Linked DNA regions of Sus scrofa: all the other regions are linked to region 1. The links are chromatin contacts, called in public HiChIP or PLAC-seq and promoter capture Hi-C maps. All regions are on one chromosome and are shown on one strand. Each heading gives the region's core, a stretch centred on a gene start, on an enhancer-like site or on the middle of the called end of the contact. The rest is flanking DNA. Distances are from core to core; before and after follow the strand shown.

Region 1 (3,902 bases), core at 85-2,584:
GTGACACACTCTGATCTTATTCATAAAACAAGGATAATGCCAACTTCAGTGAGCTAAATGTTGACTCTAAAAGGTAAATGTGAGGCAGTATAATTAGAAGAGAATAAAGTATTTTTATAAACATTTCATTTGCATCTTGCCAAAAAAAAATACCGAAACCTAGAAAATGCACATTAGTATTTCCATTTGACACAGAACACTGCCATTCAGATACAGTCCTAAAGTCATTTAGCTTAAGCACCTGAACTTGGACTCAACACTTCTTGGGACTTCACATCTCAAGCTCTCCTCATTGCATTAGGTAGGAGCAAGAGACAGCTGAGAACATCTGAGGAGGTTATTCAAAGGACCAGCTCTGGGTTAATTTAGCAATTAACAGGAGAGGTGAACCCTGGGTAGAGCTGAGTGAAAGCCCAGAGACAGGGGAAGGCTTCACTTTCACCTTGGATCTCTGGTATTCTGGCCCCTGGAAGGAGGAAAAAATGCAGTTTTGCCATCTCTGGACCGCCCACCCAGGATCTCCCCTTGACTTCCGATGGAGGTGGGAAGGGAGAAGGGTATTTAAAAGTCCGATGCTTAATGGTGAATCCTGTGTGTGTGTTTTGTCTTTTTAGGGCTGCACCCGCGGCATATGGAGGTTCTCAGGCTAGGGGTCCAATCCGAGCTGTAGCCGCCAGCCTACACAGAGCCACTGCAACGCCGGATCCTTAACCCACTGAGGGAGGCCAGGGATTGAACCCGCATCCTCATGGATGCTAGTGGGGTTCGTTACCGCTGAGCCACAACGAGAATTCCTGTGAATCCCATTAAGGAGGGAGAAAGTCCTGAGAGGCAGACGTATAGTTCCGTTTACTTCTCACTGTTCTAGCCCAGAAAAGCAAACCAGCCACAGCCTAGGGAGCAACGAACCGATAACTCGAACCCGACCACCGCCATTTCCCCAGTTCCCGCAAAAGACTACCAGGCCCATAATGCAACGGGGCGTCGAGCCAATGGGTCGCGTCTCACCGCACAAAAGCAGGGGGATCCATTTCCCGGGGAGCACCGGCGAGGCGCCACCTAGCCCGGAAGACTACAAGGCCCATCAGGCAACCCGCGGGCCTCCGCTTCCGACGACTGGCCTAACTTTGGAAAAACCCAGGGTCCTGCGCGGAGCAAGATGGCTGCGCCGGGAGTGGAGGCGGAGCCGAGGGAGTGCTAGGCCCTACGCCCTTTCGGCCCTTGGAGAGGATCTGACGGGTCCGAAGGAAACTCACGGTCCTAGCCAACAAATGCTTATTGCCTTTTCTTGCCGTGGTCATGGGAATGTCCTGATAGAGTCTTTGATCTGTTAGGCAAACCAGCTTTTCGTAGCCCTGAATTGGAACTTCCCCGAGGACTGCTGAGTAAGCGCCGCCTCTGCGTTCCGACCGAGGCACGAGGCCAGTCAAGCAGGTCCCTGTGTCCCGACAGGTGCGACGCTGAGCACTCCATGCCTGCGGGCGCGGGGAGGCGTGGCCTCCCCCAGGGCCACCACCTCTGCTGGTTGCTCTGCGCTTTCACTTTAAAGCTCTGGTAAGGAGGGGCTGAGGGCAGGGAAAAGGAGGGGATGGCGGTAGCGGGTCGTCCCCGCCCCCTGGGGTGAGGGAGACCGTCCCTGGACCGCGGAGGTGGGTCAGTTCCCAGTTTTCTGGCTACTGACTTTTGCCCCTTTCCCCCCCGTCACCCGCTGCAGCCAAGCAGAAGCTCCCGTGCGCGAGGAGAAACTTTCAGGTGGGTGATGTCTAGGAACCCGACACCCCTATAGTTGTTTTGTTTTGTGTTTATATCTTCCCGTATACCAAGAACACGAGTGGAAAAGGGCGGCACCACGTGAAATGAGGCCATTCAGCGGGGTTAGGAAGTCGATGGGCAGAACTTTGGGGAGAAATACTTCCTGAACGAAGTCTGGGGCTTGCATTTTCTCTCCGTCTTTAGTGAGCACCTCAAATTTGCGGTGCTGGCTGGTGGAAGAGTTTGTGGTGGCAGAAGAGTGTGCTCCATGTTCTAATTTCCAGGCTGTGAGTATCTGTTTTCTCTCCCTCTTTCCTCACATCAAATTAACTAAGTGTGCCTTTGCATTGTCTTGTCTTCTTTTTCCTTGCAGTCTAAGTCCACATCTGAACTTGTCCCCCTCCCCCCGCCCCCCAAAAATGCTCTTTTCAAGTTAATGGCAACATTCAGTTAATAACTGTGTTCGGTTCATTTATACTCCAGTGGGCTCCAGAACTTGCTGTCACCTCTCCTAGAGTCTTGCCCCAAAGTGTTCTTGCTAAAAGATACTCCTGATCATGTAACCACCACCTCATCATCGCCATCAGAAGTCTTCATTAGTTCTCTGTTGCCTGCCAGCTCTGAGCCATAGCACTTGGGCACCTGCCCATTCTGAATGGCAGCCTTCTGCTTCTCCTGCCACCACTTCCTAACATATGCTTTGGTCCTTTCCTCCTGACAGAAAACTACCCCTGAGTGCAGTTCCACAGGGTATGTGGAGAAAATCACATGCAGCTCATCTAAGAGGAATGAGTTCAAGAGGTAAGTGTTTCTTCTCTTCTTGAAACCTCCTAGATCACCTCCTTTGCTCCCTATGACTTTAGGCAGATTGTCCCCCCACTTCCTCTTTGTCTGGAGGTAGCATGGCATATTGGAAAGAGGAGGGGATCTGGAGCCAAATAACTCGAACCCAAGTCCCAGCTCTACTCCTCGGCACGATGTTATTGGCCATATTTCCTCATCAGTAAAACTGGCTCACACAGCTCTGCTTTTCTCACCAGAAAACAAATTAAATATTCAAGTGGGATTAATGTGCTATAAACACATTAGAAGGCTGACTCTGGGAGTTCCCATCGTGGCTCAGGGGAAACGAATCTTACTAGCATCCATGAGGATGTAGGTTCAATCCCCAGCCTTGCTCAGAGGGTTAAGGATCCGGCATTGCTGTGAGCTGTGGTGTAGGTCGCAGACATGGCTCAGATCTGGCATTTGCTGTGGCTGTGGTGTAGGCCAGTGGCTACTGCTCCAATTCGACCCCTAGCCTGGGAACCTCCATATGCTGAGGGTACAGCCCTAAAAAGCCAAATAAATAAATGAATAAATGAATAAATGGCTGGCTTTGGTTTCCTCTTCTTCCCTCAGCTATGTATCTTGGTTAGGATGAAGCAGGAAAGAGATTAGAGGGAGAGGCTACGTGGCCTTCCCTGGGAATAACTGTTTCTTCTTGCCCTTAGCTGCCGCTCAGCTCTGATGGAACAACACTTATTCTGGAAATTCGAAGGGGCTGTTGTAGGTGTGGCCTTGGTCTTTGCTTGCCTGGTCATCGTGCGTCAGCGACAACTGGACAGAAAGGCTCTGGAAAAGGTCCGGAAGCAAATTGAGTCCATATAACTAACTTCTCCCCTTTTATCGGGGTCTTAGAGACCCTACCTCAGAGAAAGGGGAATGGACTGACTCGTGCCCCTGGTTCTCTGGAACCCTGTGGTGGCACACCCTTCGCCCTTTCTCCTCAGCGAAATCAGTAAATGAATAGAATAAAAAGAGTAAAATCATTTCCTTTCCCAATTCTAATTTTTTTCCGGTCTTTTTAGGGCTGCACCCGAGGTATATGGAGGTTCCCAGGCTAGGGGTCAAATCAGAGCTGTAGCTGCCAGCCGACACCACAGCCACGGCAACATGGGATCCAAGCTGTGTCTGAGACCTACACCATAGCTCACGGCAATGCTGGATCTTCAACCCACGTCCTCATGGATGCTAGAAAAGTGTGTTACCGCTGATCCACGACAGGAACTCCTCCACATTGTAGTTTGATTTGGGCCGGGAAGTCATGGGGGTAGAGAGAGAGAAAGCGGGTGGCAACTCTAAGTTCCAGTTTGCCAAGTACCTGTCCT
Region 2 (3,520 bases), core at 475-2,974, 240 kb before region 1:
TCTTGAAATCATCCATTTTCTCTCTTCCCACCCCCCAACTACTCTCTGTAGGCTCCTTTTTTTCACCCATCGACCCATCAGAAACCACAGGTTCTCCCCCAGGGACATCCACACACCAGGAGGACGGGAAGGCAAGGTCCAGGCCCCCATCTCGCTGAAGATACTATTGAAATCCCGTACTAAGTCATCGAAGCCAAAATTATCGTGGAAACGCATTCCTCCTCCTGGGCTGAAGCTGAAGCCAAAGCCAAATTCCTCGGGAGGCTGGGGACCTTCAAACCTCGAGCTCCCCTGGCTCCATGTGGCTTCTTCCTCTTCATCATCTTCATCTTCGTCGCGAGTCATCCCTCCAAAAAAGGGATCTCTGTGGCTGGGGATGGATGCAGATTGGCCACCAAGATTTCGGCACTACTTAATCTATAAAACCAGCTAATGGTGGACAAGAGTAGGAAACTGGAAAGCTGAAGCGAGCGTTAGAGAACTGGCCATCGTGTCTGTTTTGTTTTTATCAAAGCCAGTCCTCGCCTCGCGGCTCCCCCAAACATTTCCCCTCAGCTTTTCTTCAGCGTTCCCCAACCCCTCCCCTCTCTCCCAAGGTCCCGCTCGCTCACTGACCCCTTCCCCAGAGCTGCATTGTCTTCCCCACACTTGGGCCCCTGCTGCATCACCCCAGAACGGAGAAACGTTTAAGCGCCTGTTTCTCCTCTTAACGACTGCCTTGGTTACTGCCGCGGGGTGTGTGCTCAATGTTGTGACTTCTGCCCTCTCCGCAGGAGTTGCATGAGTGGGGAAAAGGATGTTTTTCCAAAAACAGTGTGTCAGGGGTCAAGCTTCCCTCAGCGGATCCCCCTCCCTTATCTGACCCGGACCCATTCTCACCTCCGAGGTCTAGAAAAGCCGAAAAATCCCCGAAAGAGATCAAAGAGGCTCATTCCCGTCGTGGGACTCGAACCTTCGAACCCCAAAGCCGGGGGGAGAAACCAAAGCTACGCCGTCGGAAATTGAGCGAAGCGTCAGACCACGCTGCCTGAAAGCAAGCCTGCGATCGGTCGGACACTGTCGTAAAACGACCGTAAGCGGGGCGTGGTTGAGGGCGGGGCAGGCCTATCGAATTCGAAAGGTTTTTTCTTTTACCCCACCTGTTCCCTGTGAAGGGAGTGGGTGTACTTAATTTTCGTTTTCCAACAGTCACCTGACTCCTAAGCCAATTCCTTCTGCCGACCAATGCGGTCGGTCCGACAGGGTGTCTCAAGGGTTTCACGCCGCCGGATGGCACCGGAGGCAGCCGCCAGAGGGCAGCCCATCCGCACAAATGAACTGGACCAAGGCCCTCCCTCACCGCCGGCTCACTACACCCATGGACTCCTCCTGGACCCGCCTCGGTTTTGTTTCCTGACTGAGCCAATTAAGTCTGATACCAGAGGGATGGACAAAACGTTGCATCAAGCTCCTTCTAATGTAGTGACTTCCCCAGAGTTGAGTAAAAGAAAAAGACTCAGGGAACGCAAGGACTTCTCTCTCCAGCTGTTAAGAATTCCTCTAATTCTTCCAGGCAAGCTCTGCAACCAGCAGGTTAAAGACTTCATAAGAGAGCAAGGGAACTCTTGGGAGGGAAAAATTGGGGGCTTTTAGTATCTTTTTCCTATCATTTGACTTTCAAAGCCTCTGCCTCCCTGTACCCCACCCCCATCCTAACCCTGGCCTGACTCTAGACTTCTTTTCAGGGGCTGGGTATTAGTTATGTGAAATGAAAGCACTCAAGCGTCAAGAACTACTGCTTCAGATTTGCTGGCCAACAACAGTGCATGTTGCCCTCATTTCTTTCCAGTTCATTTGCCTGGACCCATCTTAATTAAACTGATTCTGCAAAGCCATTTCTTTCAGTTTTCATTTAATCCTCTTCCGTTCCACCCAGTATCTGCTATCCATTCCACTCCCTTCACCGCCTAAAATCTGCTGTAGATCTGGAGAAAATGAAGATTTGCAGTGATTCTTTCCAGGCCACGCCGTGAAATTCTTAGGGGAGAACGGAAGGGAACCCCCTCAGGGGCAAGATACTAGCACATTAAGGTCGGAGTTCTTAAAGGGCGAAGATTTCATTTTATTCCACTGCCTTCGGGGCCTGCTAGAGAAGGCCCAGTTGGTACAGTAATACTTATTCACCAAGCTGGTCATCGACGAGACTGAGGATATCCTAGACGGAGCAAGAATGGGCAGAGGCTGAAGGTAGAGGTTTTCTTTTTATATATACAAGACACATTAATCCATTAAATTTGAAGACACAGTACAAAAAAAAAAAAAAAAAAAAACACTTCAACTAATTCATCTGACAATGCTGTTCATGTTCATGACACCATTTTTTGTTGTTGTTGTTTTGTTTCCTAATAATAAAGGAGGAGACTTAGGGCTGTTGGGCTGATATATATTTGGGGGTCCCCCCTCCCCACCTCACCCACACCACCAGGGTGAACAGGAGGAGGAGAAGGAAGGGCAGGGCCCACAGCAAAGTTTCATAATCTTGAATGCAAGAGGGGAGGAGGAGAGGAAAGGAAAAAAAAAAAAAAGAAGAAAATACAAATCCTATAATACATACAACAGAGTGGGGATGGTATGGGAATGGGACAGACATGAAGCTGAGGCATGGGGTGGGCCGCTGGGTGTGGGGGGCAGCGGAACCCCCCCACATTCCTTTCTCTCTTTGATGCTGTTTCCATAGTTGCCAGGCTGAGAAGCCCTCTCAGAAGATGGGACCGGGAGAAGAGGGTCAGGGCCTCAGTTGGCCCCCCAGCTGTAGCTGTTGTAGGCAGACTTGTTGGTCTGGGGCTTCTGCGGGATGGAGCTGGTCTGGCTACGTTGCCCGCTGCCCGTCTGCAGGGGAATGGGAGGATGAATGGGGAGGAAAAGTCTAGTTAGTGGGACAAATTTGTGACATCTTCAGGTGGAGATTTGGAAATTGTTTTACTCTCCCATTCCCCTTGCTTAGAGCTACTCTGAAGCTTATCCTTTTGCAACCATAGGAAATTTGATTTATACAGCAGCTAGAGCACCTCTGGCAAATAAAAAAGCACTTTCAAACTTCAAATAAGGGAAAGATGAAAAGAGGGCAGGATACTTTTAGAGACAAGATAGTGAATCCGTTCTACTCATTTTCAATTCCACCTTCTCCCCACGCCCCCAAATCCATCCTCCCCTGCTCCAAAGAAAGGCTACTCTCTAGAGAGAATTATGGCCTCTTGGAGATGAGTGATCACAAGGCAATTTCGCTTTCATTGATCTTTTCAATTTGGAGAGCTAGCTTTGGGAGCAAGGAAGCCCTTACTCCATCTCCACAGCCCCCATGACAAGAGGAGGAGAGGTCACTTGCATCACCCCATGGCTCCCCACCCCCACCCCCACATCACATCGAGAGCCCATTTCAGATAAGGCAAAAGTCACAGTCTGAGGCCCCAGGCTCCAGATGCTGCCCCAAGAATCCTTTCCATTCCAGTAACCAAGTGTTTCAAGAGTCAGGGAAGGGTAG
Region 3 (3,526 bases), core at 350-2,849, 140 kb after region 1:
GTCTCTCTTCTCTCTCAGACTCCAGTTGTACAGAATGCAGCGTCTATTGTGCAGCCATCTCCTGCCCATGTGGGACAACAAGGCCTGTCCAAGCTTCCCTCCCGGCCTGGGGCCCAAGGGGTTGAACCTCAGAATTTGAGAACATTACAGGTATGTGACCCATAGTGGGATCTTAGTGTCAGGGGGCCCTATTATCCTCTCTCTGTTTTAGGACTTTTGTGAAGATCATAGAAGAATTGGCCTTGATAGATGTGTTATTACTATAGATGGTCCTGTTGGACCTTTATGGCATGATTTAGTCCACAGTAGAAAGATGAATAACTTATTTTTCCATTGCAGTCTTTCTACACCGGTGCTTTCCAGCTTACCTCTTTTCCATATAGGTTTAAATAGCTTATACCAAAAAAAAAGCCAGGGACTTGTTACAGCGGTGATGTAGTTTGCAGCTCCTGCTTGGATTCCATCCCTGGCCCAGGAACTTCCATATGCATTGGGGGCAATTGCGGGGGTGGGGGGAAGGCCCGGGACTTTCTAGCCACTAATCAGGTTTTTGATGATGATGATTTTTCCCATAGTCCATTAGATGAAATTATTGTGTTTCTGTGTTTCCACTTAGCTATATGTTATAGGTAGTGTTTTCTCTTTGGCATTTTGTGGGGCATTTTACCACCTAGGACTGTATCTTTTCCTCTTCTTCCCCTTCAGGGTCACAGTGTCATCCGTTCAGCGACCAACACCACCCTCCCACACATGTTGATGTCTCAGCGTGTGATTGCACCAAACCCAGCCCAGCTACAGGGTCAGCGGGGCCCACCTAAGCCTGGCCTTGTACGCACTACAACACCCAATATGAATCCTGCTATCAATTACCAGCCGGTAAGAGGGAGCCCCAATGTGGAAACATAGCTGTCTTTTATTTACTTTCCTGGTTGAAAGAATCATAGATTTTAAGTTTTTTGGACATTGAGAAACTCTAAGACAACAAATTTTGTCCTAATTTTGGTGGGTTGACAGCAGTCCCAAAAAGTAGAAACATTGAGAAATTATATGACTATAGTAGTGGAGAAGAGAGCAGCAGAGCAGCAGTAAGCTAAAAGCTCTCTAGAAGAAAGAGATAAAAGAATCTAGGGAATAAGAAGCATAAGAATATATGACAAAACATTCCAAATCTTTATTTTTCTCTTAGCAATTTTAGTTCATAGCCACTATCTTTCTCCTTTCCTATGTGCCAGAGTCCTTTTTCACTGAAGTTGGATGCCTCATGTCTTTTTCTGAGCTTGAGGGGAGCTAAGTAGTTCACACTAGGATCAGGTAGTATTCCCTGCCTCAAAAGTAAGAATTGTTTTTTTCTCCCACATACGATTACTGACCCCTATACTCAGTCTGTCTCAATCTGTTTCAGCAGTCAAGTTCTTCTGTTCCCTGTCAGCGCACAACATCCTCTGCCATCTATATGAACCTTGCCTCCCATATCCAGCCAGGGACCGTGAACAGAGTGTCCTCACCACTTCCTAGCCCCAGCGCCATGACTGATGCTGCCAACTCACAGGCTGCAGCCAAATTGGCTCTTCGCAAACAGCTGGAAAAGACACTCCTGGAGATTCCACCCCCTAAACCACCTGCTCCCTTGCTTCATTTCCTGCCTAGTGCAGCCAATAGCGAGTTCATCTACATGGTAGGCTTGGAAGAAGTTGTACAGAGTGTCATCGACAGCCAAGGTAAAGCTGTTTTTTTCTGCTCAATCTTTTTATCTGAGTAGGCAGTTGCCACACCTGATTGATACAGGCAGAGTATCACAGGGCACTATGTAATACTGAATAATCTCTCCTTACTATTGCCAGACTATGTCCCATCCCTTATTCAGAGGCTCTTTGGGAGCACCATATCAAAAAGCTTTTTGTGTGTGTGTATATCTTAGGCTTAATGTTTTTATTGTGTGTATAGTGTAGCTTATCTATTTTTTGCAGTATATTCCTTAGTTCTTTTAAATGTGCCTAGCATGATGCATACATAATTTAAAGACTAGAACACCTTTTTCTTTTTCTTTTTTTGTCTTTTTGCCATTTCTAGGGCCTCTCCCATGGCATATGGAGATTCCCAGGCTAGGGGTCGAATCGGCGCTGTAGCTGCCGGCCTATACCAGAGCCACAGCAACGCGGGATCCGAGCCGCATCTGTGACCTACACCACAGCTCACGGCAACGCCGGATCCTTAACCCACTGAGCAAGGCCAGGGATCGAACCCGAAACGTCATGGTTCCTAGTTGGATTTGTTAACCACTGAGCCATGACGGGAACTCTTTTTTTTTTTTTTTTTTTTTTGCCACACCGTTGGGTGTGGAGGTTCCTGAGCCAGTAATTCAGATTGGAGCTGCAGCTGTGACCTATGGCATGGCTGTGGCAACACCAGATCCTTATCTTACTGCACCTGGCCAGGGATTGAACCTATGCTGCCACAGAGACAACACCAGATCCCTAACCTGCTGTAGCACAGCAGGAACTCCCAGAACATCTGTTTTTTGTTTTGTTTTGTCTCTTGTCTTTTTAGGGTCACACCTGCGGCATATGGAGGTTCCGAGGCCAATGGTCGAATCAGAGCTACAGCTGCCGGCCTACACCACAGCTCACAGCAACACCGGATCCTTAACCCATTGAGTGAGGCCAGGAATCGAACCCACAACCTTATGGTTACTGGTTGGGTTCGTTAACCACTGAGCTACGACAGGAACTCCCAGAACCCCTGTTTTTAATATCAGTGTTTATGTGGCATTGTGCTGTGTTATTCAGTCCCTGGTGTTTGAGTGCTTATAGTTAATAGACTGATAAAGATAACTATAACCACATAAAAGCTGTTAACCAACACTGAATCAAATTCTAAATTATTAACATCACATAGTCTATGCTAACAGAAGTTATTGAGCCTGAATTTCTAAACATAAAGACTTAGGGGAACACCTGACAGTAGAGGAGAGTGCCTAATGGGCCCAATATTGGTTATAAACAGATCAATGAATAATTCGGACACTGATAAGTAAAAATTATGAATGTATGTGATAGGGATAAGTAATAGTCTGAGGTAGAGACTCTAAGAAACAAAAGTTTTGGCTGAATTAGGTAGAGCCCTTCCATTCTGAATTGACTCGTATTTTCTTCCTAGCATTTTATCATAGGAAATCAGAAAACTTGGGTTCTTGTTCCAGCTTTGTCATTTAGGAGTTATGCTTCTTACATTTAGTTTCTTCATTTGTAAATGGAGATAGTACTAATTCCCTTAACTGCTGTTATCAAATGAAATAGAATTATTTTATAAATTATAGTCTCTCCTTTTTTTTTTTTGCTTTTTAGGGCTGCACTTGGTGGCATATGGAAGTTCCTAGGCTAGGGGTCAAATCTGAGCTACAACTGCTGGCCACTGCCACAGCAATTCGGGATCCAAGCCGCATCTGTGACCTACACTACAGCTCATGGCAACGCTGGATCCCCAACCCACTGAGCGAGGCCAGAGATCAAACCAGCATCCTCATGGA
Region 4 (3,461 bases), core at 951-3,450, 230 kb after region 1:
AAAACAGGATGACCCTCTAGCAATCAGGGTGCGGAATAAAAAGTTTCACCAACCCTTGGAGTCTTTTTCCCTCTACTCAAACTGGTGTAGGGAACAAAACAGTCAATGATTTTCTTGCCACAATTCTAGAGTTCCTGGGCTAGAACACGGGGCTCAGTAAATACTTTGACAATGACAGCGGCCACTTCTTAAAAAAGTGGATTGATATAAAGCACCAAGCAATCCAGGCAAAAGTCTTTTGTATTTGTTTTGGGAATACATTACAGTGTTTCTCCTTTTAGAAGCACTGTTTTATGTTCCTAATTATATTGACCTTGGCTGATAAAAACAACAGCAGAAACAACCTTTGATTCATCTAAATGCACAAAGAATTACGGGGAGAAGCATGATGGGAAGCCAGGCTGTGAGTAGACATTTGCTGATGGATAATCAGCAATGTTGCTATCCAGGCATTTCTTGATTCACAAAGTGCATTTTTGCACCTAGGTTCCACCATCTTGTATCTGAACCAACATTTTTTTTTTTTTTTCAAATCTAAACTATGAATTCCACCTATCAGCCTGCCCACCCTCTAGTATCTGATAGAGAGCAGTGACAAAATCAGAAGCAGGGAAATGGCCAGTGAAGAGCCAGAGCCTATTACCTGACTCATCCTGTCCCTGGATAGCCACTGGGTTGAATGTATTAGGTCTTACAAACAGTTCAGCAATCATGTCCCACTTCTGGGTCTCTTCATGCAGAGCAATGGAAAGGGATAAGTGATCAACTCTGGGTTGTCAGACAGGGCAAGGGCCAGTGGGGGAGGGGAGGGTCAATTATTCAGTAGTCTAAAATCCTGATTCAAACCCACTCCGTCGCCTCACCCTATCCCCTTTTTCAGCAGCTATGTGTTCTCTCCTTCATGGATGTATGACCTGGTTTTGAAAGAGAGTCCCCTACGTCCTATGCCCTGCTCGCCCCACTGCTGTAGTAACTAAACACAACGCACTCTTCCTAAGTCTTCACTCATTCTAAACTCCAGTGAACATCACTGGCAATTGTGCCTACATGAAGTCAATACTATCTCACAGAAGGGTTCAATGTCTGTCTGCAAGCTTCTGTCTGCCACCACCCTCCCCCAGACCCCTATACAGACATACATTACTTCTCAACTCAATATATGACCTAAGACTGAAACAGGGTAAATATTCAGAATAGCTGTGGCCTGTATGCGGAAAAGGCTATCAAAAATAAATTCGGTAGATCTGGATGCTGCATCCCTTCCTCATCAACACCCCCCCACCCCATTTTCACACCACTGGCTGCTGTTGCTATGACAACCTGCCCAGGAAGTTGGCCCACACTTCTTCCTTCAGGACCAGGAAGTCTGGAGCAGTGTTTGTGTGGCCTTAGAAAAAACTTGAAGGCCTCCTCCCCCACCCCCACCCTATATCCGCTCCAGTATCCCTCCTCAACCCCATTTCTTAACTCCCTTCCCCACCCCCCACACCTACCTCCTCTAACTCATCCTTGGCATCCAAACTGGTAGAAAGTAGCAGCCTCCCCCCTCCTGGGGCTCCTGCTCCCGCTCCTCCTCCACCTCCCGCTGCTCCCGAAGCAGCTGCTGCTGCTGCCCCCTTTCCCTTCTGTAACTCCATGGCTGCAGCCAGGAGACGGGAAAAGGCCAGGGAGTGGATGGATGGGAAGTCCTAGAAATGAGGAATTTAGGATTGCCAGGGACAGGAGGGACAAGAGGGACAAGTGGGGGACGGGAAGGACAGGGTCCCTGGCCTCTCTACTCCTCCCTCCTCTCCGAAAGGCCGCTCCCGTGCAGGAGGCGAAGGAGGACGGGCCTCTGGGTGCTGCCTCTGGAGTGGCAGTGCTGAGGAAACGCCGTTAGCTCCTAAGTATGCTGGGGTAAGGGTCTGCACCCCTACGGAAGGGTGGGAGAGGCTTCTGTCCCTGAAGAAGTGCAAGGGGAGCCCTCTCTGGCTTCTGACCCTAAGAGAAGCAAGGAAAATCCTAAGTTTCTGCCTCAGGAGGTGGGGGAAAGAGGAGTCCTGCGCCTGAAGCAGGGAATAGGAAACCTTCCTGGCTGGTGCCCCAAGGATTGGGGAGCGAGGTTCCTTTGGATCCGGCCCCCAGGGGGTGAGGGTGAAGCAGTAAGCGCTATGGGAGGACACGGAGGACAAGCTTCTCCCTACACCACACAGAGGCGGCCATGGTGGAAGGGCGGGGGGGTGGGAAGGCTGAGGGCGACGGCGGGGGAGGGGAAGGAATCGTGGAGGCCCGCGCCGGAAGTGAGCAGACGCGGTCCCTGGCCTCCGCCAATAGCGGCTTCCGCGGTGGCGCTGACACTCGAAGGAATAGGCCGACGTCGGCCCCAGAGCCTTCTCCCCGGCTGCCAATGGTATTGAGCAAAAGAGAGACTGAGTTGATGGACAACCAGACTACCCAATAGCATTCCTTCTTTGCTCTCAGAGGGCGGGACAGAACGACTTCCCGGAGGTGGGGTGTGAGTGCGAGATGATCAGGAAGGAGAGAGGCTGCGCCTGCGTATATTGACGCGCACGCGCGGCGCCCGTCTTCGCTCTCCCTCATTCTGAAGTTGGGGTGGGTGCGGAAACCGGGGCACTAGTCCTGGGTGGCTTTGGGAAGCCCGAAACCTAGCTACGAATTGACAGTGCGGGGCCGGGGAGCGGAGCCTTGACCCTTAAGCGGTCCCAGAGCAAATGTCATCGGATAGTATGGCGCCAGCTCCTGGAGCTAAGAGTGCATCACGCAAGCAAGTGTAGGCGCTCACGCAAGTGCAGTTTTTCGCCAGAGGTTGCAAAAAAAAAAAAAAAGTGCATAGACCCACTTTGCCCACCAAATCATTAGAATCGTGCACTGATTCATTATTGGCTTCTGGAAGCTCTGTATTGTCCTGTTTTATCTGCGTTAGTGTCAGCATTTGCCCCCAGCAACCCGGCTGCAGAAGCTTGTTTCTGACATTCATTCGTCTCCCTCCCATATTCAACCACTTTTTTCTTAAAAAAGCCTCTGTGAGTTCCTTTGTGACCCAGCGAGTTAAGGGTCCAGCATTGTCAATGCAGCAGATCAGGGGTCCCTACTGTGGGTCGGGTTCAATCCCTGGCCTGGGAACTGCCACATGCCTCAGGCGTGGCACCAAAAAAAAAAAAAAAAAGGCTCTGGAATTTGTTCTTCTCTAGCCTATGTACATGTGTATATATGATACATCCCTAGGGATTTAATGGATTCCAGTCCATTCAACATCCTGCTACTTCTCTAATTATACTAAACAACCCTCTCAGATACCTTCTAAATTTCCCAAATTCTCAGTAAACTTACCCGATTCACCCCTACCTAATCAGCATAAGTCTCCCAAGACATTTTTTTAAATTCCTATGATTAGGAGTTCTCTTGTGGTGAGGCAGGTTAAGGATCCCTCGTTTTCACTGCAGCAAATCAGCTGCTGCCTG
Region 5 (3,665 bases), core at 1,097-3,596, 190 kb before region 1:
AATTTTATTACTAGCTATATGGATAACTTGCTTAGACAATACCAGTCAATGTAAATACACTAAAAAATCATCTTGAAAGCCACACAACTACTCCGGAAAGGGGGGGAAAAAAAAAGCACCTCCTGATCCCTTTGCTATTAACTTCCAGCTCCCTCTTAGAAGTGCTCTGAAATGTGTGACTAAGGAAATTTTACCACCTAGGTAGTAACAACACTGAGCAACAGGTCAAAAGTAAGTGATCTAGGATGGATCACTGGAGGGCACAGAATTAGTAGCTTTTTAGTAGCAAGCAGAGACACATACCCAGTTATCACAGTGGAGGCGAGGAATCTTGTTAAATACTCTTTCTTAGAAAATAAAAATATTTACGGGAAATAGATAAGAAGTATTGGAGACCAAGGGAGTACTGTAGGAACAAATACAGGTTTCAACACAGGAGTGCCCTTGACCATTTTTTTTTTTTTGAGAACCAGCTACTTAAAAAAATAGCCAGAGAAATTTTACAGAAAAAAATAAATAACAAATATTTATTGAGTTATCTACTATGTGTCCAGTACTTTAGGAAATACAAAAGCAATATAACTTGGTTGCTGCCCTCAGGGAGCTTACAATCTAATTTGAGAAACAATTCAGAAACTCTGAAGCTGGAGGAGGGGGTGGGTAAGGCTTGGTACCTCTAACAGAGCAAATAATTCCCCTAGATGCTCTGCAGCAATGACCCCTGCATCCTCTTCCCCATCAATTTGAATCTAATTTAAAAAAGAGTACTTCCCAGTTAGGACACATTTAGCAAGTAGGGGCTTTAAAAATCAAAACCAAAACAGTACATTTTAAGGCCTTTCACCATTAGTTTACATGCCAGCAATACTTTCCGACTTCCCGTTCACAACGGAAATAATCACTGGAATAGGATAATCTTTAAGGACAATGGTTGTAGGATCTCAAAGCAGTTTTATCAATCTATGAGAAGCCAAAACGTTTTAGTTCTCCAGTAATGAGGGTTGTCACTGACCCCTGTCACCTCCCAGCATCAGATATCCCCAAAGCAAAAGATATGGGCAGTGTAAGGTGGATGGGGAGGAAACAAAAAAGGAGTTCTCCATCTAACAATCAGGGACAATCAAAAGCAAAAGGGATAACAATAACACCAAAAAAGGCCTGTTACTGTGGTGGTTTGTTTGGTTTTTTTTTTCCCCCCACAACATCCTACACCAGAGATGGCTACATTTCAAGAACGGTGGAAAAGGAGCAGCCTCCTGTTTGTGACATCAGTTTGCAAAGCAATTTAGCGACTGTCCACAAGGTGAAGGGTCTGAAGAAATTTGGAATTTCTGTCCCACTATGAGAAGATTGGACAAATACCCTACTGCTCTAATTACGTCCCTTAGGCGTAATACATCCTCTGGGAGCCTGTATGCCCAGCCTCCCAAATAGCATAATTGTTTGGGGTACCCAAAACTACAGTATGGACGACAGGAAGCCAAAGACAGCAGCAAAAAAATATATTTCGAGAGCCTGGGCGGTGAGAAAGAAGGAAGGGTAATAAGAGGAGCTGACAAAGAGGCTGGAAACGGAGAGGGGACGCAAGCCCACGCGCGGAGGATGGGAGGCTCACCTCGTTCAGCGCCACATCGGGAGCTCACGGGGCCAATCGCCTCCTTACCTCCCACCCGGAACAAATTAATCCTCCGCACTCCAAACTGAGGGCCACATGGGGGAGTTTGGGGCAGCTCCACCCCAACGCCCTCCCTCCCCCATCCCCCCCCCCCGCCACCCCCAAACCAGGCCGGATCCGGATCAGAGGAGGCCCGCAGAGGGTTGGAAAGGGAGGAGGCCTTCTCGTTTTCTCCACAGGCACCGACCAGGGTAGAGAGAGGCCCCTACCTCAGGCAAGGCCCAGGCCTCGCTCGCTCGCGCTCTTTCTCGCTCTCCCCCTCTCAGGCTCTAGCCGCATGGCCCCCCCTCCAGCTGCCCCAAGCCCCGCCCCGGCCACGCTCCCAAATCGAGGCCCCGGCTCTGGCGCGGCCCAGTAGGCCGCGAACCCAACCATAAACAAAACCTCCAGCGGCCGACTCGAGGGGTGGGGGGGCGCCAGGACTCGCACGACTAGGTGGGGGGGGTGTACAGTGGGGAACACACGGTGCGGGGGGGGGCCTACCGAGGGAGGGGGATACGGCGGGGATAGGGAAGAAAAGAGGGAGGGTAAAAGGGGGATCGCGGATTTAAAGGGGCCGCGGACAATACCCGGCCCCGCCGCGCTGCCGCTGCCGCCGCCGCCGCCGCCAACGCCGCTGCGCTCCCAACTTTACCTCAGTCTCCTCCACACTGACACCCCGGGCCGCGCCGCCCCTGTCACGTGATATAAGGTTCCCTCCTCCCCACCCCCCTCCCTCCTTTTCCCTCTCGCGCTCGCTCTCGCGCCTTCCCCCTCCCACTTGCCTTCCTGCGTCCCCCAGCACGTGACGCGAAAAGGGACGCGCACGCAAGCGTGCGCGTGCCGCCCCGCCACGAGACACCTCACTCCGGCTCGGCGCGTCCGCCCCGCCTCCTCCGCTGCGGCCCCGCCTCTACCACGTGACGCACGGATGGCCTCGGCTTCCTCTTACTGGCTTAGTTCCGCGTCTCCGCACCCGCGGGTCCCGGTTGCCATTGCGTGCCTGAGTCACGTGTTGGGGGGAAGCGGGAAGGCGTCGTTCTTCTTTCCTAGCCCCCCCAACCGCCATGTTTTCAGGCCCGGTCAGCTTTGGTCTTTCCCCGTAAGGAAATGGCCGGGGCGCTTCAGGGAACCCAAGCGCTGTTGCCTCGGCGGAGCCCGGGCTGACGAGGCAGTGCAGCGGGGTAAACCGGAGCAGTTCTGCGCAGGGTGGGGAGGCCATGGCGTCTGGCAGTAATTGGCTGTCCGGCGTGAATGTCGTGCTGGTGATGGCCTACGGGAGCCTGGTGAGGAGATTTCCCCCACCCGTCCCTGCTGTCGCGTCTGACCCAGTAAAGGCCCTCCTCTTGAGCAGCGCCCTGTCTTCATTCTCCACCCACTCACCTGCGCTTTTTTCTGGGCTTTGACTCCTATCCCAGGAGTACCTGGGAGCAGAAGTCACCGACTCGGACCGCCCCGCCTCTAGCCGAGAACCCTCCCTCTAAACCCTAGGATGCAGACCCTCACGCCTCTCCGCTGCAGGCTTCCCTGTATCCACCCCGTCGCTGATGGCCTTGCTTTGCCCCAACTTTTTTACCCAAAGCATCCTCGAGAACCCGAATTGGGGGATTTGAAACGAAGGCATTTTTTTTGGAACGATTTAATTAAAGATTCTTTACTTTTTTCATTTTTTGGACAGGTGTTTGTACTGCTATTTATTTTTGTGAAGAGGCAAATCATGCGCTTTGCAATGAAATCCCGAAGGGGCCCTCATGTCCCTGTGGGACACAATGCTCCCAAGGTAGGTCCTTAAGGTACGAGATAGGCCGCCTGATTCTTCTGATTTATTACGGCCCAGAATAAGATTTACTTTGCCTTTAGAACTGACTTAATTCCCACGTTTTCTCGTTTAGTTACCCATGCGCTGACTTTAGTATATTGAGCAATAAAAGTCATCTTGGGTCTTGGCATACCTGTTCACTGTTATGGCACAGCATGCAGCTTATCCAGGAGCTTAAGTTTTTGCATATGC
Region 6 (3,644 bases), core at 419-2,918, 140 kb before region 1:
TGTTTTTCATCATAAGTGACCAAACAGATTAAGATGAGACCTCTGTCTGAGACCAGATCCTCTACCCTGTTCCCAATGGCTCATAGAATGGATCATGTGCCCCTTATGTTGAGGTGACCACTTATTATTTGCTCCCCTGCCTCCTAGAAAGAAAGAAAATTATGTTTTGCCACTGATTTAGCCATATGAAACTCATCTCATCACCCTTTTCTGGGTCTGAAGCTGCTGTCTCTAAAAGTGCCATCTCATTGTGCTTTGTGTCAGTTAGTGCTGGAGAAATCTTGAATAGCTTATGTACAAAACTGTTTTTAAATTTTATATTATTTTGAAACTTTGCTTCTTTGGGGTTGGGGCACACTGGTCACCCCATCTGGCTGTCAGTTCTGTGCAGTCGGCTGGCAGTGTGCTGATCATTTAAAGTTTCTTTCCCTACACAGTTCTGCCCTCCTCCCCCCACGTTTGGTGAGGTTTCAGTGAGGTCTGTTAGGTGTGCATCCTGCAGCTTAATTGGCTTAAAATGTACTCTTTTTTGTGGTCTCTTTGGGGGCCGATTAGGAGAAAGAAAAACCAATAATGTAACTGTTTTGATACTGAAAATTGATGTGTCTTTTTGAAATAAAGAACCAGTCCCTCCAACCCTCAGAACTACTTGCTTTTATTTCCTAATCCAGATGTTTTTCCTCCACAGGAACTACAAAGTTCGGGTAAAAATCAGGTCTTTGTGGGTGGTAGCAACAGGATTTGATGTAGAGCACACACTCTGGAAGCTGACCAAAAATGGGGTCAAAACTGAGCTTTCAGATCCCTAGTTGTACTGATAAAAATCATTTAGTTTCATTATCTGTAAAATAAAGATAATATATATTGTTAGCATAAATGTGAAGGTTAGAATTAATGTTTATATGCCAGACCTTTTATAGGTTACTTAATTTAACACTGGCATCTTCCTTTATAGTTGTATTCTTCTAAACCGTAGATTCATTAGACATTGCACCCTAAGACCTCTTCACCAATATATGACACAGATTACATACTACTATATATATGTGTGGTTTTAGTAAACTGTCCTGAGACAGCCTTTGAACTGATACTCTTGGATATTTGGAGAAAACAAGTTAATTTAACAAGAAGAGCTCTCAGAGTGTTTGCTTACAGACAGGCTGTGTGAGAGGATAGTTTTCAAAGCTGCCTTTGAGTTGCCAGTGCCTGGCATTTCCTGCACGCTGGCCTTGAGGCTGGACATGAATCTGACTTCCTAGTAGAAATGATACAGCTTCCTTGACAAAGTCCAGCTGTTTATACTAGAGACTAGAAATTTTTTCCATTTATATGCAGGGACAAATGTTCTGGAAATGACTGCAAAGAAAATCGGGCGGGGTGGGGCGCGGGGGACAAAAGGTTGCTCTAGGATCCACACAGCAAGCAACAGAAGGAGGAATATATTTGGAGAGTTTTGTGTTTTTATTCCTTTTAGACATTTCTGCTTGTTCTTTTTTTTTTTTAATTTTTTTTTTTGTCTTTTTGCCATTTTCTTGGGCCGCTCCCACGGCATATGGAGGTTCCCAGGCTAGGGGTCCAATTGGAGCTGTAGCTGCCAGCCTACACCACAGCCACAGCAACGCGCGATCCGAGCTGCGTCTGCAACCTACACCACAGCTCACGGCAACGCTGGATCGTTAACCCACTGAGCAAGGGCAGGGACCGAACCCGCAACCTCCTGGTTCCTAGTCGGATTCGTTAACCACTGCGCCACGACGGGAACTCCTGCTTGTTCTTTACTATGAAAGATTTGCCACCTAACATGTAAGAAAGTAGCCCTTTTAAGTGGGTGGCCTGCTTGGTGCCTTAAACTTTGCAAAACGTTGGTTTACTGGAAAGCGTCTGAAAAACAGTTCCATGATTCTGAGCAGCAGGAGGGCCCGCCTCCTGATGACGTCACGCCTGCGGATTGGCTGATGTTGGAGCTGAGGGCGCAGCTGGGGTTGAGCGGGAACCGAGGGTTGGCAGTCGCCATGACGGGTTCGCCAGCGCCGCGAGGCTCTGCGTTGCTCTGCTTGCCTCTACAGCGCTACCTGTTGCTGTTTCTCTTTTTGCATGGAACCCTGGCCAACAAACTTAACGTGCCTCAGGTGTTGCTACCCTTCAGCCGGGAGCCGGGCCGGGTGCCTTTCCTACTGGAGGCACAGCGGGGCTGCTATACTTGGTGAGGGGTCGGGGGATCCCAAGGATGGGAGAGGTTCAGTCAACGGAAGACATTCAGGAACGTTGCGGCCGCTCGGCCTGAAGGGCTTTTATCTGTAGGGGTGGGGGTGGGGTGTCCGTGGGGGCGGAGTGGCCAGCCCTTCCTGCTGTGGCCTGTCTTCCTTGTGTGGGCTATTTTCTGCTTATGTGTGGGTCCTTGTGGGGAGGGGAAGTCACTGTGTGGACAGCTCTCAGGGCACGAGGAAGGCTTGTGTTGGAGGTTTCAGGCATTGATGGTTACCCGATGTGGAGAACTTCCTCAGAGTTCCCCTCGTGGCTCAGCGGAAACAAATCTGACTAGCATCCGTGAGGACGGAGGTTAGATCCCTGGCCTTGCTCAGTGGGTTAAGGATCCGCCCTTGCCAGGGAGCTGTGGTGTAGGCCGGCAGCTCCAGCTCTGATTTGACCTCTAGCCTGGGAACCTCTGCTGCCCTGAAAAGATTAAAACAGAGTGAGAGGGATTTCCAAGGTCTGAGGAGATTTATTGAGGTGAGGAGCTAGAGAAGCTTAGAGAGGCCTAGGGTGTGAGAGTACTCCACAAAACTAAATGAGGTGGAGTTCTCAATGTAAAAACACAACTAATTGGAATTCCTGTTGTGGCTCAGCAGTAATGGATCCGACTAGTATCCATGAGGACTGGGATTCGATCCCTGGCCTCGCTCAGTGCGTTAAGGATCTGGTGTTGCTCTGTGGTGGTGTAGGTTGCAGATGCAGCTCGGATCTGGGTCTGACGTTATTGTGGCAGTGATGTAGGCCGGTAGCTGTAGCTCAGATTTGACCCCTCTTCTGGGAACTTCCATATGCCATTGGTGTGGCCCTAAAAAGCAAACAAACAAAAACCACAACTAAGTATGGCACAATTTACTACATTCCTTTTTTACAGTCTTCTGAAGTAAGTACTATTATATTATTTTCATTTTACAGATGAGGGTCCTGAGACCCAGACTCCATGAAGTGTAAATTTCTTGTAATATGACAAGATTCGTTTTGGGTGGAGATGAGAGGTGCCTGTAATATATGTTTCCCTTCTTCTATGAGAGTACCCTCTTGAAGCGTACACTCAGCTTTGGGATAATCAACTCCAAAGGGGAGGGGATGACTTTCTGACTGAGGATCATGAGGAAAGACATGATTATCCAGTGTGAGAAGATGCAATGTTAGGTTGTGTGGCTTCTTAAGGTGTAAGGGAACCTAACTGAAGTGGGCTCCAAGGTATCAGAGGATTCATTTTTTTTTTTTTTTTTTTTTTTGTCTTCTTGCCATTTCTTGAGCCGCTCCCTTGGCATATGGAGGTTCCCAGGCTCTGGGTCTAATCGGAGCTGTAGCTGCCAGCCTACACCACAGCCACAGCAACGCGGGATCTGAGCCGCGTCTGCAACCTACACCACAGCTCACGGCAACGC

Evidence for each region. Promoter capture Hi-C pulls out the DNA fragments that hold promoters and counts their contacts. HiChIP or PLAC-seq counts read pairs in DNA pulled down with a chosen protein or histone mark.
Region 2: a contact with region 1 is called in an H3K27ac HiChIP or PLAC-seq map of alveolar macrophages. The contact joins the promoter of HAX1 here to the promoter of JTB in region 1. A contact is called at or near these places in 1 of 47 Hi-C or Micro-C datasets (skeletal muscle) and 1 of 2 datasets of contacts at active chromatin or transcription factors (alveolar macrophages).
Region 3: a contact with region 1 is called in an H3K27ac HiChIP or PLAC-seq map of skeletal muscle. The contact joins the enhancer-like site here to the promoter of JTB in region 1. A contact is called at or near these places in 4 of 47 Hi-C or Micro-C datasets (embryonic fibroblasts, epiblast stem cells, fibroblasts and 1 more) and 2 of 2 datasets of contacts at active chromatin or transcription factors (alveolar macrophages and skeletal muscle).
Region 4: a contact with region 1 is called in a promoter capture Hi-C map of liver, with 4 times the contacts expected there. The contact joins the promoter of INTS3 here to the promoter of JTB in region 1. A contact is called at or near these places in 1 of 5 promoter capture datasets (liver), 1 of 47 Hi-C or Micro-C datasets (liver) and 1 of 2 datasets of contacts at active chromatin or transcription factors (alveolar macrophages).
Region 5: a contact with region 1 is called in a promoter capture Hi-C map of liver, with 3 times the contacts expected there. The contact joins the promoter of UBAP2L here to the promoter of JTB in region 1. A contact is called at or near these places in 1 of 5 promoter capture datasets (liver) and 1 of 2 datasets of contacts at active chromatin or transcription factors (alveolar macrophages).
Region 6: an H3K27ac HiChIP or PLAC-seq map of alveolar macrophages shows a contact between it and region 1. The contact joins the promoter of NUP210L here to the promoter of JTB in region 1. A contact is called at or near these places in 1 of 47 Hi-C or Micro-C datasets (embryonic fibroblasts) and 1 of 2 datasets of contacts at active chromatin or transcription factors (alveolar macrophages).

The regions. Positions count from the first base shown.
Region 1 is chr4:95,712,592-95,716,493 of Sscrofa11.1, forward strand. JTB (jumping translocation breakpoint) reads left to right here and starts at 1,335. Exons shown (of 5, transcript NM_001128468.1): 1 at 1,335-1,554; 2 at 1,715-1,752; 3 at 1,957-2,039; 4 at 2,474-2,553; 5 at 3,246-3,550. The coding sequence starts at 1,472. The coding sequence ends at 3,402.
Region 2 is chr4:95,469,248-95,472,767 of Sscrofa11.1, forward strand. It overlaps HAX1 (HCLS1-associated protein X-1), which reads right to left and starts at 1,725. Exons shown (of 6, transcript XM_021089792.1): 1 at 880-1,725; 2 at 1-370. The coding sequence starts at 932. UBAP2L (ubiquitin-associated protein 2-like) reads right to left here. Exons shown (of 27, transcript XM_021089781.1): 27 at 1,875-2,194. The coding sequence ends at 2,156.
Region 3 is chr4:95,854,337-95,857,862 of Sscrofa11.1, forward strand. It overlaps GATAD2B (transcriptional repressor p66-beta), which reads left to right. Exons shown (of 11, transcript XM_021089804.1): 5 at 19-150; 6 at 706-876; 7 at 1,406-1,718. Among named protein-coding and RNA genes, the nearest start is that of SLC27A3, 47 kb to the right of the region's middle. Within about 2 kb of position 1,600, at least 1 of the 83 cell types and tissues checked has an H3K27ac peak or open chromatin away from gene starts, as enhancers often do. A contact at or near this core is called in skeletal muscle, where this site is marked.
Region 4 is chr4:95,942,605-95,946,065 of Sscrofa11.1, forward strand. It overlaps INTS3 (integrator complex subunit 3), which reads right to left and starts at 2,201. Exons shown (of 30, transcript NM_001243322.1): 1 at 1,494-2,201. The coding sequence starts at 1,637.
Region 5 is chr4:95,517,386-95,521,050 of Sscrofa11.1, forward strand. UBAP2L (ubiquitin-associated protein 2-like) reads right to left here and starts at 2,347. Exons shown (of 27, transcript XM_021089781.1): 1 at 2,245-2,347. It overlaps C4H1orf43 (chromosome 1 open reading frame 43 homologg), which reads left to right and starts at 2,618. Exons shown (of 7, transcript NM_001204390.1): 1 at 2,618-2,940; 2 at 3,333-3,434. The coding sequence starts at 2,875.
Region 6 is chr4:95,572,306-95,575,949 of Sscrofa11.1, forward strand. It overlaps NUP210L (nuclear pore membrane glycoprotein 210-like), which reads left to right and starts at 1,669. Exons shown (of 40, transcript XM_021089795.1): 1 at 1,669-2,203. The coding sequence starts at 1,956. It also overlaps a transcript of TPM3 not described here.